2 separate regions of the Hordeum vulgare genome follow, and region 2 is linked to region 1. Evidence: chromatin contacts called from public Hi-C data. All regions are on one chromosome and are shown on one strand. Each heading gives the region's core, a stretch centred on a gene start, on an enhancer-like site or on the middle of the called end of the contact. The rest is flanking DNA. Distances are from core to core; before and after follow the strand shown. Region 1 holds the start of LOC123439775 (protein PHYTOCHROME KINASE SUBSTRATE 4). Region 2 holds the start of LOC123443458 (phosphatidylinositol transfer protein 3-like).

Region 1 (5,529 bases), core at 1,325-3,824:
GAAATGAACGAAGTAATATACATCTATTACCTTGCTATATTTGACAATTGAATATTCTTCTGCTAAGCTTGTGTTAACTTTATCTATAGTTTAACAATTAAGGTATTGTGTTATGCATATGCATGTACACACTACCCCAACAAGACAAATGCGCAAAGGACCGCTTATGAGGCGCGCGTCCCTACCACTAGTGGTACCTTGAAAGCAAAAGTTTTTTTTTGAATGGAGCGTATATGACAAATGCACAAAGGACTTATGAACCAAACAGGGTCATAGCCTCTCACGCATGCCAGTTAAAGAATGTGACTCCGCACTGTTTCATCAACCATCTCTGCGAGGACACAAGGCGCAAGTTGGTTAGTTGGTCCATCTCCTACCTGCTAGCGCCGCAATACAGGCCAAAAGGGGTTCATCCGCCGTCGTCCCGTCGCACTCGCACAACGCCGCGCGCATCATTTCCAGTCATGCACGCACATGACATAATGCATGCCTAGCGTGTCTGATGTAACTGGACGTGGGCATGGGAGGCCCGAATGTTCGTTGCATCACTTTAGCAGCAGCAGCATCAGGCTGGCTCTACATCAAGCAAACTCGCCTTCCACACTCGACATTTCAACATGATCGACCAACTCAGCCGAGCACCACGCTAGCTGGTTCGTTCGTTTTAAGCTGCTCCTAGTATAGTAGTAGTTGTTGGACCTTATCATATCAATCAATCGTGCGATCTGTCGACAATCCGAAAGTGATCGCTCACATAGCACATACGACTAAAGATCGATACATCAGATTTGCGGCAGCACGTTTTACTTCACAATAGTGTATAATGATATCATTGCTCATATATACTCTAACTAATTACAGATTTACAGTAGCTGACGACGTCATAGTCATGCACGCACGCGTCATGGAACAAACAAGAGAATTCTGTAGTAGCAGTGGCATCGATCACGTCCGCACCGGCATGTGGACGCGGCGGTTGTGGTACCGCGCGACGCCGCCGCTTTCCAGCCCCATCGCCGTCTTGTTGGCCGGGACCGCCGGCGGGCGGGCCACACGGACCGGGGTCGGCCCGACGCTCACGGCCTTCTCGCACCGGCAGCTGTCCAAGAACCCGCCGCCGCCTTTCTTGCGGCCGGCGCTTCGGGACATGGCGGCGGTGAAGCCATCGTGGCCGGCGGCGGACCCCGGTGGGACGAAGCGGAACTCGTCGACGCCGCAAGCGGACGCCGCGCTGGAGAAGTTGGCCACGCTGCCCGCGTCGTAGGCCACGCCCTCGGCCGTGGCCACGCTCCACACCACGCTCGCCTCGCTCGGCGCGTACATGCACTCGCTCAGCGCCGGCTCGGCGTTGGCGGCGGCGGCGTACGCCAGGTCGTCGTCCCCCGAGTTGCGCCGGCTGCTGCGCCCGCGGTACGTGGTCGGGTACGATGATGACGCCGCGAAGCTCTCCAGGTCGAAGAGGTCCGAGCTCGCGTCACTCATCGCGTCGTCGTCCATGGCCGATGCGACCGCCGGCGCGCGCAGAAAGCCGGCCGTGGCAAGGGGCGGCGGCGGGTCCACGAGCACCACCGAGTCCTCGTCGATGGGACGGAACACCTCCAGCGACTCGCGCGGCGGCTCGTCAACGACGGTGACCCTCGCCGTCGCCGGGCTGATCACCGGGAACGTGAAACCGCCGGAGCTCACGACGCGGCGGTCAACGTCGGGAGGGAAAGCGGGGAATGAAGCGCTGGTGCCATGATCTGGAGCCGGAGCGAGGATGCCGTTGGCGCGAAGCGGGAACGCGCAGCTCCCTGTCGTAAAAATCTTCATCACGCCAGGCTCGTCGTTGGGAGGCAGCCCGTTGGCCTTATAGACGGCGGTTTCCTCCCTGGGGCTGGGGTCGAACCTCGCGTGGACCCTCGGGGTGGTGGGCTCGGAGGCGACGTCGACGGTGACGGCCTTCCTGCCGGCGCAGGGGCAGTCCCGGCTGAAGATCCCCCAGCGCTGCCCAAAGCCGCCGGTGCCAGGCTTCCTTCCGCCGCGGTGGTAGTGGTACCGGTCGTCCCTCGTATCCAGGGCGGCGACGCCGTTGGCGCCGCTGCCATGGCCCTTGTCGCGCTGCCTGGCCGCCGCCAAGGACGACTGGTTGCTGATTAGCAGCCCGGAGCGGCTGTTCCAGCTGGCCTCCGACGAGGCAGCGGTGCGGCCGCTCTGGCTTGCCGCCGCATCCACGGCCAGCTGGCGCGGAGGGTCGTCCTCGTCCGCATGGACCGCGGCGGCGTTGAAGTAGCGCTCGGCCGTGAAGATGTCGAGCTCCCGCTCGGCGCCGCCCGAGCGCCGGGCCACAGCCGCGGGGTGCGGGTGGTGCTGGGTGGCGCCGGGGACGGGGAGGAAGACCGGGCGCGCCGGCGCCACTCTGTAGCGGTCCATGTATGTGGGAGGAGAGATAAGACGCCACGCTTGGGTCACTCGTTGAGTGCGCGCGAGAGAGTTGGCGGAGAGGGGATGGTCGAGCGCAAGAATTTGTAGGAGCGGGAGCGCGGGCAGAGCCAAGCGCGAGACAGGCTGGGCTAGACAGGGACGGCATCCGCTACGGGCGGGGAGGTGTAAGCGTCCGTGTCACGTTTAAAAATGTGCGTGGCATACGAGCCGGGAGGAGAGCTGCTGTGCGCCAGCGGCCAACCGCAGCTCGGGGACAAGGGGTGGGCACCAAGAGTGTGCCGGGCCGAGCGGTACATACAGCAGTGTTTTCTTTTTCGCGCCATCCTCTCGTCATCCTGCCTCTCTCATCGCCCAGTTCTCCTACAAATTCTCCGGGAGCATGCAGGACACTTCTTCACGCATGCTTCCAAGTTGAAATAACACCAACAGACCCCGAAACTGATTCCAATCGAGCTCCGGTTAGTTCATGGCAGGCATTGGTGGGTAGCCAGATGCATTGCACGTCGCAAGTGCACTGCATCATCATCGACAGGCGGAGTGCGTTTCCGATTCCTCACGAATGATGAGTTCCATGGCATCCAAAACCAAGCGCGACGATCCAATGAACGACACTCCTACAAGATACAGATACGTAGCTGCATGCAGTGTACGAACCGGGGAACGGCCAGGATCTACTACGTGGCGTCCAAACAAGCCACTACCACCGAATCGGCGACAGAATCAGCGGTGACAATATACCATCCACTGTTCTCGAGAAAAAAAAAAGACAATATACCATCCACTCTTCTCGCAAAAAAAAAAGACAATATACCATCCACTCAACTAGCAATCGCTTATGTAATTCTATCATTGGCAAACTAGGCCACGGTTTTCAAATCAAAGGAATGCAACAAGTAAAGGATTGGGATGCCATGCCCCACTCCTACGGAAATATATCCCCAAAAAAGTTCACAAACCAAAGGCCCAGTGTTTCAACCTTTAGGGCAAGCACATCTAGAACAATAGTAAATACGATACAAGCTAACAAATCACAAACAACTGCATTTACATAACTCATGCCCTATCAAATGTAATTCAAGGTTGAACAGTCATAGACCAACGCATGCTTGCATTTTGCAATAGAAAGTAACTGAACCTCAGGCTAGTTTAAGTTGCTTCACAACACCGCAATACTTATTTTAATACAAAAAAAAAAATAACACAAGACCGAGGGCATGACCTATACATAGAGATACATACCAAAAAAATAGAAGTGAAAGGAGCGCATGTCAGTCATCATCATTCTGCATGAACATCTTAACATTTACAAAAGCATCCCCTGTTATAAGGTGGCACAGATTTCTTAGATCACTACAATTCTGTGGTTGGTCTGTTGCACCAGTAAATTACAATGGCGAGGAGCCTCTGCTCTTGTGCATATCGTCGTGAGAAGCAGGGCGGGCAAAGGAGGGCGATGACATGGCAGCATGACAGGACGACGAAACCAGTTGCGCAACGGCTGGTATTGTACCAGCTGCAAATAGAATTGAAACTTTAGCTCATCAAATGCATATAACTGTTCATCAGATAACAGTCTAGCTCCATTATATCAAGGAAATAATCTACCAGCCATGATATCAAGGAAATAATAATAGAACACATTTTTAGATAGCAAAATTATAAGCATAAAATAGATATAAATATATTAAAATACAGAAGAGTGTTGCTTCACCTGCTAATCCAGCACACGCAGAAGAGAATACAACAACTGGAGGGGCCTGCAGGAGGAAAAGGGTCAGAACAAAGGACCTCGGATTGAACTAAAAACAGCATCCCCATGTAATCTTTGCACCAAATGCCCTGCATCATTTTAAAAATTCTCAAACAAAAGAATAAAAGGCGATAAATTCTCTTGGGATGCAACTGTAGCTGGCTGTACACTCAAGCAATGCTAATCTGGGAGGGAACCACTCCCAGTAATCAGGCCCGTACCGGGCAACTGTGCAGGGTGTGCGCCTGCACAGGGGCCCCAAACCAGCAGGGCTCCAAATCAGCCGGCGTAGTAGCTAACTAGGAGTATATTAGCAGGGAGTACTAGGTATGATCAAAGAAGGTAATGTGCTATGCTACTCTTCAAGCAATGAATTAACTCACCCAACTAGTATGCGTGGGAATTTGAACGAATTAATCATCCATCCTTTCCTCACACACGACACTCTCTTCCTCTTCGTCTTCCTCAAACACCAGGCATATTTTTCCTTCCTACTTAAAATATTAAATCATTAATGATCTTTCCAATCCACGTCTAATTAAACTCTAAGCGATTTTCTCAAAATAATCCATTGTGATAACAGCAAAATGTGTAACGCTCTACTCCCAATCACTCGTATATTTATTTGGTTTTATTCTTCCAAATACCAAATCTGCAAGTCTGCATATCAGTATTTCTCTCGACCTCCTTTGCTGACTGTTGTCGGCCGTGCAACCCATAAGCATCAGTAGGAGCCTTGACTGAAGTTGGAGATTTCGAGTTCTTGGTCGCCTAATGCTGGTTCATCGACATGAGCAGCCAAAGCGAGAGCAACACAAGCTGCTGGCCCGTAATCTTGCTTCCCAAATACATAAAAGGTTGCTTCATTCCTTTTTATCTATATAATTGAAGGCTGCTTCATTCCTTTTTATCTCCACATGTTCAGTTTTTAGTTCTTGATATTTGTCTCTTAGTTTTACTTCCCACAATGTGTTCTGGAACTAGCAAGTATGAGTCATGTCAGGATATGAAAATGTAGGAAAAATAAAAAATGTCAAGGGCCTATATTTGGATTTTGCTCCGGGCCACCGCCTTCTCGGGTATGGCCCTGCCAGTAATAAAATTGCTTACGTACGAATGGTATGAAACTCAGCACATGGACACAGTGAATATTCAGTGCTTTGTTTACAGACCAGACTACAGGACTGATGTGTGCTTAAAGAAATTTCAAGAAAACTAGAGCTTGATGACAAGTCAAGAAAAGAAAAAGAGAACTCCGCCTATTTTGTCTTAACATAGCCGGTTCCAACCGCGAGTAAAGGAGGAGGATTGTGATAGGCTTGACCAGACAACATCAAAACTCAGCCACTCTTGTG
Region 2 (5,326 bases), core at 2,610-5,109, 170 kb before region 1:
ACCCTGATGGCTTGTGGGCCCCCCTGCAAGCCTTCCATCACCCCTCATCTCATATATGGTGTGTTTTGACCTAGAAAAAAATCATAAGCAACCTTTCGGGACGAAGCGCCGCCGTCTCGAGGCAAAAACTTGTGCAGAGGTCCTTTTGCTCTCCGGGAGAGAGATTGTGTCGGGGAATTCCCCTTCCGGAGGGGGAAATCGAAGCCATCGTCATCACCAATGCTTTCTCCTTCGTGGAAGGACCAATATTCATCAACATCTTGACCAGCACCATCTCAGCTCCAACTCTTGTTCATCTCTTGTATGCAATCTTTATCTCAAAACCTCAGATTGGTACATGTGGGTTACTAGTAGTGTTGATTACACCTTGTAGTTGATGCTTGTTGGATTACTTGGTGGAAGATATTATGGTCCGATCCTTAATCATTATTATTATACCTCCGATCTCGAACATGTTGAAGAAATGTGAGTAGTTACTATTGTTCCTGAGGACATGGGAGAAGTCTTGTTATAAGTAATCATGTAAAGTTTGTATTCGTTCAATATTTTGATGATATGTATGTTGTTACTTCTCTTAGCGGTGTCATGTGAACGTCGACTACATGACAGTTCACCATGTTATGGGCCTAAGGGAAGTCATCATGGAGTAACAAGTAGATGATGGGGTTGCGGGAGTGATATAAGCTTAAACCCTAGTTTATGTGTTGCTTCATCATGGGGATGAGTTGGATCCACACGTTTAATGCTATGGTTAGATTGATCTTAATTCTTCTTTCGTAGTTGCGGATGCTTGCGAGATAGGGTAATCATATGTTGGTTGTTTGTTCAAGCAAGAACAACACCTTAACACCAATCCACCCACATATCAAATTATCAAAGTAGAGAACGCGAATCAACTCAACATGATGAATATGACTAGACTGAAATTCCCATGTGTCCTCGGGAGCGCTTGCTTAATATAAGAGTACGTTCAGGCCTGTCCTTTGCTACAAAAAATATTGTGCTACATTGATGCACCTTTGCTACGATTGTTACTTTTCATTTGTTACGAATTATCTTGCTACAAAACTATATATCACTGTTACTTACAACACTTGCAGAGAATACCTTGCTGAAAACCGCTTGTCATTTCCTTATGCTCCTTGTTGGGTTCGACACTCTTACTTATTAAAAGGACCATGATTGATCCGCTATACTTGTGGGGTCATCAAGACTCTTTTCTGGCGCCGTTGCCGGGGAGTCAAGCACCTTTGGTAAGTGGGAATTAGTAAGGAAACATTTTCTATACGTGTTGAAATTTATTGTTGCCTGTCACTATGAACATTCACCCTTTGAGTGGCTTGTTCGGGGCATATTCGCCTCGAACGATAGTTGAGAAAGTTGTTTCACAACCTACTGAACATACTGAAAGTATTTATTATGATATTCCTTCAGGTATGGTAGAGAAACTGTTGGCTAATCCTTATAACAGTTCAACTCATCCTGATTATCATTTGATATATGTCGATATGATTTGTGGATTGTTTAAGCTCTCAGGTCTACCCGGAGAGAAAGTTAAGAAGAAAAATTTTCCATTTATCTTTGGAGGGAAAAGCACTAATGTGGTACATGCTATTGGATGATATTGGATCATGGGACTGGAATCACTTCAGGCTGGAATTTCATCAGAAGTTTTATCCTATGCATCTAATTCATCGTGATCGGAACTTTATTTATAGTTGTTGGCCTCGTGAAGGAGAAAGTATCAATCAAACTTGGGGGAGGCTTAACACTTGCCCCGACCATGAGCTCTCGAGAGAAATGATTATACAAAATTTTTATGCTCGACTTTCTCATGATGATCAAGCATCACTCGATTCTTGTGCTACCGGTTCCTATATCAAGGAGACTATTGAATTCAAATGGGATCTTCTGAAAAGGATTAAACACAACTCTGAAGATTGGAAATTCGACGAAGGTAAAGAGTCAGGTATAAAGATTAATCTTGATTGTGTTAAATCTTTTATGGAAACTACTTCTTTCCATGAGTTTTCACAATAAATATGGTCTTGACTTTGAAATACTAGCTACTTTTTGTGAATATTTTGCTACCCATGTTGATCTTCCCAGAGAGAAGTGGTTTAGATATCATCCTCCCATTGAAAAACTATCTGAGGAACCTATTAAAATTAAGAAGGAAGAAATAATTGTTGCCAAATCTATAAGTCATGTGATGCCAACGCTTCTAATATGATGGTGATCTCTCTGGTGTGACCTTGATACATTCCTCGCAAACCTTTGGGGCACTTATTTCAGCGTCGATGCATGCAATCAATTAAACCGAGCATTCCTAGAGACCCTCTTGCCTCTCTAATAGCCAACAACTTCTCGTGTCCTGCACATTTGGTTCTCTCAGATACTCTGCTCCAAACACCACGACCACAACACGGGCGAACTTGATAGTAGTATTCCGGTATGTGCGCTCCCCATCTTGACCATCTCACCAACGACACGCCGCAGTATCAAGTGCAAGCATTCTAAGAGCAGTCGTGCACTTCTGCTTGACTGGGAAAGAGAGTTGACCTTAGCAATCCCCCGTGAGCTTGAAGTAGTCATCGTGTGCGTCCACTCCGTCCAAGTGTGTAAAAACAATGGTTTTCGCATGCGAAAAAAAGATGCCACCATGGATCATCCGGGAAAGTTGGGTTCGGAGCAAAGTAGTCCTTCTGCAGTAGCTTTGCTCTGGATACTCTATCCATATTGATCATCCCTCTCCCTTTGATTGAGCCCATGAAATTGAGAATATGCTCCACTTGTCGGTCCATTTCTTCTTGCGTACTCATAAGCATGATCATGTCCACTTCTTTGTCTGAATCCGACGAAGCGAAGAGCTGATTTTCAATCATTTGATCAAGCTCCATGGATTCATACACCCCGCGGGACGAAGCATCAGAATCCATCATTTTCCCTACAAAATCACAAAAAATCCGGCCAGACAATGTGCATCCAATGCAAGGCGGAGCTAGAGAGTTACCGGACGTATCACGGTGTCTTCCGAGCCGACAACGACGTCCCCCACAACGAGGATGGGACAGAAGACTGCTCTGCTGGAGCTGGCGGGGCAGAGGCTAGGAACAACTACGAAGTGCGCGTGGCGACAGAGCTGCGAGACGGACGACGCGGAGAAGGAAGAAGAGAGAAGGAGCAAATGAATCCGGCATTTCTGCCGGATGAATTTGGTGCAATTTGCGGTGGGGTCGGACTGTCGTGTCCGACGTGACGGGCGTGCACGGGCGCCCCTATATCTGACCTATTGGGTTGAATATGAGAGATGTTGGTCAGCCCATATATTTGAGGCCCGTTTGAGGCGTTCGGTAGGGTCAAAATTTCATGACTAGTCACTAACATGCGACCCAACTAGGTGTTTAAGACGGATATAAGGAGTTTGGTCGTAGATGCTCTTACTTTACAAAAAAAACATATGCTACTTGTTTTAAGAACGGAGCATAGCTTAGATGATCATGTTCCTTGTGGTGTGATGATCGTATTTATTTATTTATTTCAGGCCTTCTCGCGATGTATCCTTTGACAGGTTCTCGTCGATTATGAAAGTGTCTTTAAACCGCGATGACTTCGTCAATCTTAAAATGTTACGCTGGCTCGTATCTTAAAGGTTTTCATTGGGATGCGTGCATGCAATTACAGGGTTGATTGTATATGCGTGTCTGTGTTATATATATTTTTTATACTTTTACACTACATCTACTTTGCAAATCCTTGTGGCACCTCTCTCGCTAAAAGAAAAATATGGAGGGGCACCTCCTGCAGTCCTGCCGACCACCCGTACTGAAACCGACGCGCGGCGCGCCCACGGCCGCTGCGGCCGACACCTGACGGCTGACGCGCTAACGCCTGGCTGGTGCTCCCGCCGCACGGTGGCGAGGCGACTTTCCGCCCCTCCGCCCGCCCGCCCGGTCTCGCACGCCCCGCGTACGCCGCGAACGCGAAGGACTCTTCCCCCTCCCCCGCTCCGCTTTATCCCTCCTCCGCCTACCCCCACTAGGCCACCACCGCTCGGCTCTCTCAGCTGCCCCGCATTTCCTCCGCGGCTGCTCCTCACGGGGGATCCTTCCGAGAACGTGCGGTGCCTGGCGAGCGATCTCGGCGTGTCGTGTCGCCCGTCCTCGCCGGCGCCGAGAAGCGGGATCCTGACTCCCGAGGTGCGTGGCCGCCTCCTGCATCCCGGTTCCTCCTGTTCGACTGGCTCAGGCAGACGCGGGAACTGTTGCTGTGCTCTTTGGTTCTAGACTAGATAGAGGCCGGTTCGCTTGTAGATTTGCGGAGTTCTAGATCCCTCGGTTCTAGAACAAATTCTGTTTTGGTCGACTGGATGTGAGGAAATTTGGTAGATTTCGATCTGCCTCCCCTCGAATTCTAGCTATTCTTGCGCTGGTTACGCTCCTGGAAGATAGGAACCGCAGGTAGTTTTTTGGCGTTCACTTGATCTCGACCTGTTTGTTCTTCAGCCCACCGACAGCCGCGTGTAGCATCAGTAGATCCAGTTGTACAGAGAGAAACGTATCTAGATATTCCACAGTGTTATCGCGTCTTGATCGTTAGATGTTCCATCAGGCACCAATATTATAATCGACGTTACAGTGGAATTAGTGCCTTGCGCCTCTAGGTTCCTTCCATTTCAGAGGTTCCCATGGTTTATGGCTCATCCTGTTAATTTCCTCTCTTTTCTTTTCGTGGCTCTTGGAGCTGTGCGTTTTTTTATTATGAATTTCTTAGTTTTTTTTGTTCTATAAGTTACAAACCAGATTTTGTTAGTTTTGTACTACGTTGTTACCTGTATTTTCACTGGCTTAATGAGTTGTCATTCTGTTCCTTGGCCAGTTCTTTTCCCCATGCAAAGATGGAGATAATTTATGCGCAGTCATTCGTGTGATAATATTTTTTGCAGGTGTTTCAGTTACATATCTGATAGTCGTCCCCCTCTAGTTAGCAAAATGTCGTTTCTATGGAAGTCGAGCAATGGTGGTACAACAGAGAAAACCTTGACTCTGGAAGAACAGCAAGAGAAAGTAAGATACTATTCTTCAACTTTAGAGCTCTATTTGCCTCAACCGAAGTACTTAATCCTAAGGCCATTTGGCTGTTCTATTTACCGAGCAGATAAATGAGGTACGAAAGCAACTTGAAGAACCCTCGTCGCTAGCAATACAGGGTTTCCTTTCGGATGCCTCGATACTAAGATTCCTTCGAGCTAGAAACTGGAATGTGCAGAAATCGAGTAAAATGCTGAAATCAGCTGTGAAGTGGCGGGCAGCATACAAGCCAGAAA

The links. Hi-C and Micro-C count contacts between places; a contact is called where the count stands out from the background.
Region 2: a Hi-C map of leaf shows a contact between it and region 1, with 8 times the contacts expected there. The contact joins the promoter of LOC123443458 here to the promoter of LOC123439775 in region 1. A contact is called at or near these places in 4 of 6 Hi-C or Micro-C datasets (leaf and seedling) and 1 of 1 datasets of contacts at active chromatin or transcription factors (embryo).

Annotation. Positions count from the first base shown.
Region 1 is chr3H:185,879,631-185,885,159 of MorexV3_pseudomolecules_assembly, reverse strand. LOC123439775 (protein PHYTOCHROME KINASE SUBSTRATE 4) reads right to left here and starts at 2,574. Exons shown (of 1, transcript XM_045116453.1): 1 at 682-2,574. The coding sequence starts at 2,412. The coding sequence ends at 946. LOC123443457 reads right to left here. Exons shown (of 6, transcript XM_045119831.1): 5 at 4,136-4,181; 6 at 3,516-3,937. The coding sequence ends at 3,810.
Region 2 is chr3H:186,049,085-186,054,410 of MorexV3_pseudomolecules_assembly, reverse strand. LOC123443458 (phosphatidylinositol transfer protein 3-like) reads left to right here and starts at 3,859. Exons shown (of 6, transcript XM_045119832.1): 1 at 3,859-4,199; 2 at 4,946-5,066; 3 at 5,158-5,326. The coding sequence starts at 4,992.